2 separate regions of the Mus musculus genome follow, and region 1 is linked to region 2. A link is a contact called in public promoter capture Hi-C data. All regions are on one chromosome and are shown on one strand. The core of a region is the stretch at or near the end of the contact, and the rest is flanking DNA. Distances in the headings are between cores, read along the strand shown.

Region 1 (3,501 bases), core at 169-2,668, 140 kb after region 2:
ATTATTCTGTAATTGTAGCAGTAAGCTACGATTTCAAGAAAACCAGAGAACATTGTCTAGTAGGGAGGCTAATACTAAAGGGTACCAGCCCACAATTAGCTCCCAAAATACTCCTTTTAAAAAAAATTCATTTATTTTTATTATGAGTATGGGCATTTTGCCTGCATGTATGTCTGGGCACCATGTGCATGCAAGGCCTGAAGAGGGGTTGGGGCCTCTGGAACCGGAGTTACAGAGAGTGTTCTAGTCACATTCGGGTCCTGGGAACAGAACCAACCTGGGTCCTTTGGAGAACTGGCAGTGTTCCTAACCACTGAGCCATTTCTCCAGTCCCCAGAAAGAATATTCTAATAGTGTGTTAGATCCAATTATTCAGTCTCTAGTGTGCTGAACTTAAAATGAGCCACGCTTGAGTAGCAATTAAAAACCCATAGCTTGCAATAACAACATTATGAACTTCAAAGAGAGTTAAAGAACATTTACTTACCTTTGCATACGCTTTCCCACCTTTTAATTCCTGCAAACACAGAACGCACTGTAAGTGAGGTCACTATAGAATGAAGAATTTAAGACTAAATGTGTGTCAAACAAGTCCTAAGTAGACATTTATATGCTAGTAAATATCACAGGCAATATACATAGAACTATTTTCAACCTGGCTATTCAAATCAATAATAATATCTTAAAAATGACCAAAAATTTCTCTTTGCTTGTAACTTTATTCATTTGGTTTTTGATGTGGAGTCTCTGTATGCTGCACGGACGGACCTTGAACTCCTGGACCTCAAGTGACTCACTTCAGCTTCCTGGATGGTGGGACCGTTGGCCACACAGCTGTGAGGGCCAAGTGTAAAGCACTCGGAGCAAAGCCCAGTACACTGTGCACTGTTGCCTCTGTTACCACAGAAAGCTTCCTTTCTCCAAAGCCACTTTGAGAGCGTGTTTACTGGAGAGTTGTCACTTCCCTTTTGTGACTGACACACTATCTAGCATGCCTATCTTTTACACATTGAATTTAGAGAACCCCAGACGGGCCGCAGCGAGCTCTGGCATTACTTAGGACCGTCTGTCACTCTTCCCTTTCCTGCCACTGTTTCTAGTCCAATGTGCTATCGGCATTTTTTCAGTATCGGGTCATTCCCACATCCTTTAATGGTGCCATTCTTAAACAAACAAAAGGAAACATCCTCTAGGTGTTCCATGGCTCCTCGACTTGCTTATTTTCAGTGCTGTCATGTATGGTCAAAACTCAAAAGTCTTAAACCTCTGCCTGACTCTCGTCAACCCTCTTCAGCTGGATTTGACCTCATTTTCCCTCTCTAGTAGCTCAGGATCTTCATTTTGCAGAAGCTAAAAGCTCCCTGCTTTTATCTTAGTCTCTTACACAAGTGACGGCTTGACCAATGACCTTCCTGATGCCATGATGCCACACCCCCATGCCACACCTCCCGATACCACATCTACTGCTTCCCTGGCTGCTGTTCCTCCTGCCTCTCCTTTCCTCCTTTCTGTAGCTTCTACAGAAAGATTGCTAGCTGTACCTTGGTTATTTGCTCTCACTCTCCATGCAATAGAAACCTGTACTTTTAGTTGGGTATCCGGTTGTGCCAAATAATGGACTATGTCTGTAAAAAACTGCTTTCCCCGAACCTAAGCATTTCTACTTTGAGATATTAAAACCAATTCATTCACCACCAAAACAGCAGCATGATCTTATGAAACAGTGGTTCTCAGCTTTATGAATGGTGTGTAGCAGAATTTCCCTCAATTGGTTTAAATATTAATACAACAAGAAGCCTGTGATTGGAAAAGGAAGGAGTACAGAGATTTTTAGAGACAGGAGAGAGAGGACAGAGAGAATGAAGGAAGATGGAGGAAGAGAAAGACGATCCAGATTCCATGTGGCTTTAAATAGCTACAGGTAGCTATGAATATCATATAAGAGATGGATAATTACAGGACAATTTGTCCAATCCAGGTGGACAGTTTAGTTCAATATCAATTGGCTCTGAGTTCATTGTGTGGGCGTTTCATGGGGTGAGAGTTATGACATAAATCTGACTTATAAATCACAAGCCTCTAGAGTTTTGACTTTACTGGGTTACTGGGATTTAGGACTGAAGACCAAAGGGGGTGGATGGCTGGGAATGTGAACAGAATCTGCAGCAAGAGAACCGCAAGATGGGCGGGCGCTGCACGGGGTTAGCCATGGGGGCAGTGAGGTCGCCAGGGTGGAGAGTAGCCAGGGATAGCACTGGATGGTGCTTTTCTAGTATTTCCTGCAACAGTGTTGTGACCTTTTAATAAGTTCCTTGTGTAGTGATCTCCACTATATAAATTATTTCATTGCATTGGGTGTGGTGGAGCATGCCTTTAATTCTGGCACTTGGGAGGCATAGTCAGGTAGATCTCTGAGTTCAAGGCCAGCCTGATCTACAGAGTTTCAGGACTCCAGGAGTTTGAGTATCATACAGAGAAAAACCCTGCCTCAAAACCAAAAACAAACAACCCCCCCCCAACCAAAAACCCAACCAAACAAATAAAGCTCATTGCAACTTCATAACATTAATTTTACCACTGTTATAAACTGTAATGTGAATATCTGATTTGCAATCCCTGTGAAAGCAGCATTTGATCCCCACCAAAGGGGTCATGACCCACAGGTTGAGAACCACTGTTATAACTGCTTGTCCTATTAAAATTTCCCAAATGAATCAGGGATGGTGGCACATGCCTGTCCTCCCTCTACCTGGGAACCAGCCTACCTCTCAGAGTGCTGTTGGGATAGCTCACTTGTTAAGAGTGTTTGTTGTATGAGAACCTCGTTCTGATGTACAGCACCCATTTAAAAAGTCAGGTGGCCACAGGTTGCTTCTACTGCAGTGCTGGAGCAGGAACAGGGGCAGGGGCAGGGGCAGGGGCAGGGGCAGGGGCAGAGCAGGAGCAGGAGCAGGAGCAGGAGCAGGAGCAGGAGCAGGAGGAGGAGCAGGAGCAGGAGCAGGAGGAGGAGGAGGAGCAGGAGCAGGAGCAGGAGCAGGAGGAGGAGCAGGAGCAGGAGCAGGAGCAGGAGCAGGAGGAGCAGGAGCAGGAGCAGGAGGAGGAGCAGGAGCAGGAGGAGGAGCAGGAGCAGGAGGAGGAGCAGGAGCAGGAGCAGGAGCAGGAGAGATGCCTCCTCAATGTTCTACAGCAACACTCTTCCCTAAATTATTCTCCATTATCCCATTTTGTAAAGTGTGTAACATTTACTGCTATCTGAACTTATTTTATTTTGTTACACACTTGCTTCCTGTCACCCAATTCTCACTAGAAAGTAAAGTGGAAGAGGTCCAGAACTCTGGTTGACTGGTGGCGGCTTCCCTGTGTCTAGGCATCAGGGATCTCTAACAAATCCAATCTTTATCAGATCTGTTCATAAAATGGTGTCTTCTCTGTAGTTTTAATTTGTGTGAGATTGGGTATATTTTGTATTTTTATGATACTTTTGGGGAAGGGAATATATTG
Region 2 (3,591 bases), core at 121-2,620:
TCTAGCCAGGCATCAGGTTTCCAGCAACAAAAGCTCTCTCCCAAGTTAGAGCCCGGATCCTCTAACCTAAGGCTGCTTGTTAAAACAGAGTTGCTGGCCAGGTGGTGGCGCACCTGGCAGGGGACAGAGGCTTTATGTGCTAATGAGGTGAGAGGTCTGAATAGGCTTTGAATAGCACAACCTTAGAGACAATCAACCCCTCCCCAGCCCCATTTTACGGGCACTGTAGTGTAACAACCTTTAATCCCAGCTCTTTAATCCAGGAGGTGGAGGTAGACAGATCTCTGTGAGTTTGAGGCCAGCCTGAACTACAGAGCTAGTTGCTAGTTCCTGGACAGCCAAGGCTACACAAAGGAACCCCGTCTTGAAAAACAAAACAAAACACCCAAGCCAAACCCACAGAGTTGCCAGGCTCCAGAATCTCTCAGTTACTAGGTCTTTGGCCAAACCCTAGAGGCGACATTTCTAAAAGGTTACCAGATAATGTGAGTATTGTTGGGTCCATACTTAAAAACTAATGTGTTCAAGTATTATGAGGGCTAAGGTTAAAGTGTTAATATCTAGAACATATTAGGGAGTTATGAGATGAAATTGACCCTGAATTCTCACTGTGTCCAATTAATTACATTTCATTTAATGTCATTATGTTTTATGAAGTGACTATTACTTCAGTTTTCAAATGAGGAAAACTAGGCTTAGGAATTTGAATAGTTCAACTACTGGCAAATAAGAGCAGCAGGATTTAAATCCAATATTGTCTCTTAGAAGGTCATTTCAGACAAGATCAGCAAGTTCACGGTGGTATGGTAGCACATGTCTTTAATCTCAGCACTCAGGAAAGAGGGTCAGGCAGATCTCTGTGAGTTTGAGGCTAGCCTGGTCTACAGAATGAGTACCAGGACAGCCAGGGCTACACATAGTCTCAAAAAAAAAAAAAAAAAAAAAAAAAAAAAAAAAAGTCAATTCAGGCAGGCAGGCATTGTGCTGTAAAACCTTTAATTTCAGCACTTGGGGGTAGGGGTGGGGCAGAGGCAGACAGAGCTCTGTGAATTCCAGGCCAACCTGGTCTACAAAGTGAGTTCCAGGCTAGACAGGGGTACATAGTGAGACCCTGACCTGGAAAAAAAAAGTCAACTCATGGGGTTGGTAAGATTTATGATAGACCAAGAATCAAGGAAGACTTAAGCAAACAGAATCCCCAGGGCTCCTTTTAGTAGGTCAAGAGGGGTCCTTGCCAGCCAGAATCCTGATCTGACTAGTCCAGTATTCACAGAAGAAAATGATGAAATCTAGAAATCCTTCCTAGACACAATGATTTCCACGGTAGTGCCGAGGCCCTCAAATGGCTTACTCAGAGAGGGGGAGGGGCTGCTTCTGTCTAAGGCTGTGCTATTCAAAGCATGTTCAGACCTCACCTCATTAGTGTGGAAAGCCTCTGCCCCTGCCAAGTCCAAATGTGCCTGGTGGGGCTCTGCACCAGCTGGGGGAGAAGCCCTGCTTACCGCAGCAATTCTCAGCCTTCACTTCACTTTAAAACCACCAGAGGAGCTTTTAAAAGTCCTGCTGCCCAGCCTTCGACTTAGAACAATTATGCCAGATCTTCAGGGGCCAGAGCCCTAGCATCAGTAAAATTGAAAGTCTCCAAGGAATGTTAGCATGCAGCAAGGCTGGAACCATTGCCAAAGTAAGTATGCGCGGAGCAGGAATAACCAGCTGCCCTCCAAAAAATTTGCATTTTTCTCTGGGACTCTGGAAGACTAAAAAGATTTCAACATCTAAAGGAATTCATCTTGGTTTGCGCAATGTGAAGGGAGGCAGGGCACTCTTACATCAAAGGAGCATGTGGCATTCTTAGGAATTAGCATTAACTTTGATCATAATTTCATTAAGTAACTGGGAAACACAGGCACACAAATTCTCTTCTATTTCTCTGCTTGGGAAAAATGACTTACCCATTCCAAGAGTACTGCCAGAACAGGTAACTGTAAAAAATAAAATAAAATAAAATTAAATTAAATTAAAACATAGGCATTAAGAATACACTCATTGACATATTTATTTATTTATTTGTGTATTTATGGTGTGTGTGAGTTATAATTGTTAATGTTGGTGCACATGCACAAGTGTGTTAAGTGGAAACCTGAGGATGTCAGGTGTCTTTCTTTGATTGTTCTCCACCTGCAGCTTTTGAGGTAGTGTCTTTCTTCCTGAACCTAAAGTCCATAGATTTGACTAGGTTGGTGGGGTGGTTTGAATAGGCATGGCCCCCACAGACTCATGTGTTTGAATGCTTGGCCCTTAGGAAGGGGCACTATTAGAGGCCTTGTTAGACTAGGTGTGGCCTTGTTGGAGGAAGTGTGTCACTGTGGGGGCAGGGTTTGAGATCACCTATGCTCAAGCTATGCTCAGTGTAGAAGACACAGTCTCCTGCTGCCTTTGGATCATGATGTAGAATTTTTGGCTCCTCCAGCACCATGGCTGCCTGCACGTTGCCATGCTTCCTGCTGTGATGATGATGGGCTGAACCTCTGAAACTGTAAGCCAGCCCCAATTAGATGTTGTCCTTTATAAGAGTTGCCTTGGTCATGGTGTCTCTTCACAGTAATAAAACCCTAGCTAAGACAGTTGAGTTAGCTAATAAGCTCTGCCTAACACCTCCCCTGCAACAACAAGCGCTGAGGCTACCAGTGTGTGCTGCCCTGACTTTTCAACTGTGTCCTGGGGATTCAAGCTCATGTCTTTAACATTGTGTGGCACATACTTTACCTACTGAGCCATCTTTCCAACCCTATTGATATATTTCAGATGGAAAATATATACAAATTGAAAAAGAATAAACGTGCTGGGCACAGAAGTGCACACTTGTAATCTGAGCTACTTAGGCAGCTGAGGCCAGGAAGGGCAATTTAGCAAATCACTGTTTCAAAAGAAAGTTTTAAGAGAAGGTTTGGGGCAGGCCTGGGGGTTGTCAGCTCAGCCGAATGGTGCTTGCCAAGCATGTACTCTGAATCTCATCTCCAGAAGTGCTAAGGATAAAAAAATGGAAAGTAGACTGAAGATAAAGAAGAAAAACTCCTCTAAGAGAAGGCAACGTTGAGGTAGGCAAGCATAGTGAATGGTTTGGCAACTTGGGACTCCCGAGTTTGGGCTGCTCTCTCTTCTAATGATGCACTTTACAGCCTAGCTCCTTTGCCTGCACAGGATATGCACACACACACACTCTCTCCCAAAAATGCACAGAGCAACCTCAGACCTATATTTGCATCCAGCTCTGTACACACCCCTCTCTGAACAATGGCATAGGTTTCTTCTTGTCCTAACAACAACCACACTTGGACAGTTTCTATGAAAAAAAAAAAATCCAGATGTAATGGGGTGGGAAGAATGAAAAGGTTGATCTGGCTTGAACCATTTTCGAGTGCACAAGCAGTAAGGCAAACTATGTCCTCCAAGTGTACTTTTGGGGAGACCCTCCCACCCCACCCCCAGTGACCATTTTGTGTTGGGTCCATATACAATTTAGTGACTCGAAGAAAATTATTGTAGATAAAGATTATGGAGCTGTTGGGCCTCAGTTTCCTCATTTATAAA

The links. Capture Hi-C pulls out chosen DNA fragments and counts their contacts.
Region 1: a contact with region 2 is called in a promoter capture Hi-C map of adipose tissue. The contact joins two enhancer-like sites. A contact is called at or near these places in 3 of 484 Hi-C or Micro-C datasets (adipose-derived mesenchymal stem cells, spermatogonial stem cells and uterus), 2 of 115 datasets of contacts at active chromatin or transcription factors (microglia and pancreatic cancer cells) and 3 of 9 other capture datasets (adipose tissue, liver and pancreatic islet).

The regions. Positions count from the first base shown.
Region 1 is chr3:108,996,548-109,000,048 of GRCm38.p6, forward strand. Fam102b (family with sequence similarity 102, member B) reads right to left here. Exons shown (of 11, transcript NM_001163567.1): 3 at 488-517. Among named protein-coding and RNA genes, the nearest start is that of Gm43221, 2.4 kb to the right of the region's middle. Within about 2 kb of position 1,419, at least 80 of the 459 cell types and tissues checked have an H3K27ac peak or open chromatin away from gene starts, as enhancers often do. A contact at or near this core is called in adipose tissue, microglia and pancreatic cancer cells, where this site is marked.
Region 2 is chr3:108,856,926-108,860,516 of GRCm38.p6, forward strand. It overlaps Fndc7 (fibronectin type III domain containing 7), which reads right to left. Exons shown (of 13, transcript NM_177091.5): 11 at 1,953-1,982. Among named protein-coding and RNA genes, the nearest start is that of Stxbp3, 18 kb to the left of the region's middle. Within about 2 kb of position 1,371, at least 143 of the 459 cell types and tissues checked have an H3K27ac peak or open chromatin away from gene starts, as enhancers often do. A contact at or near this core is called in adipose tissue, microglia and pancreatic cancer cells, where this site is marked.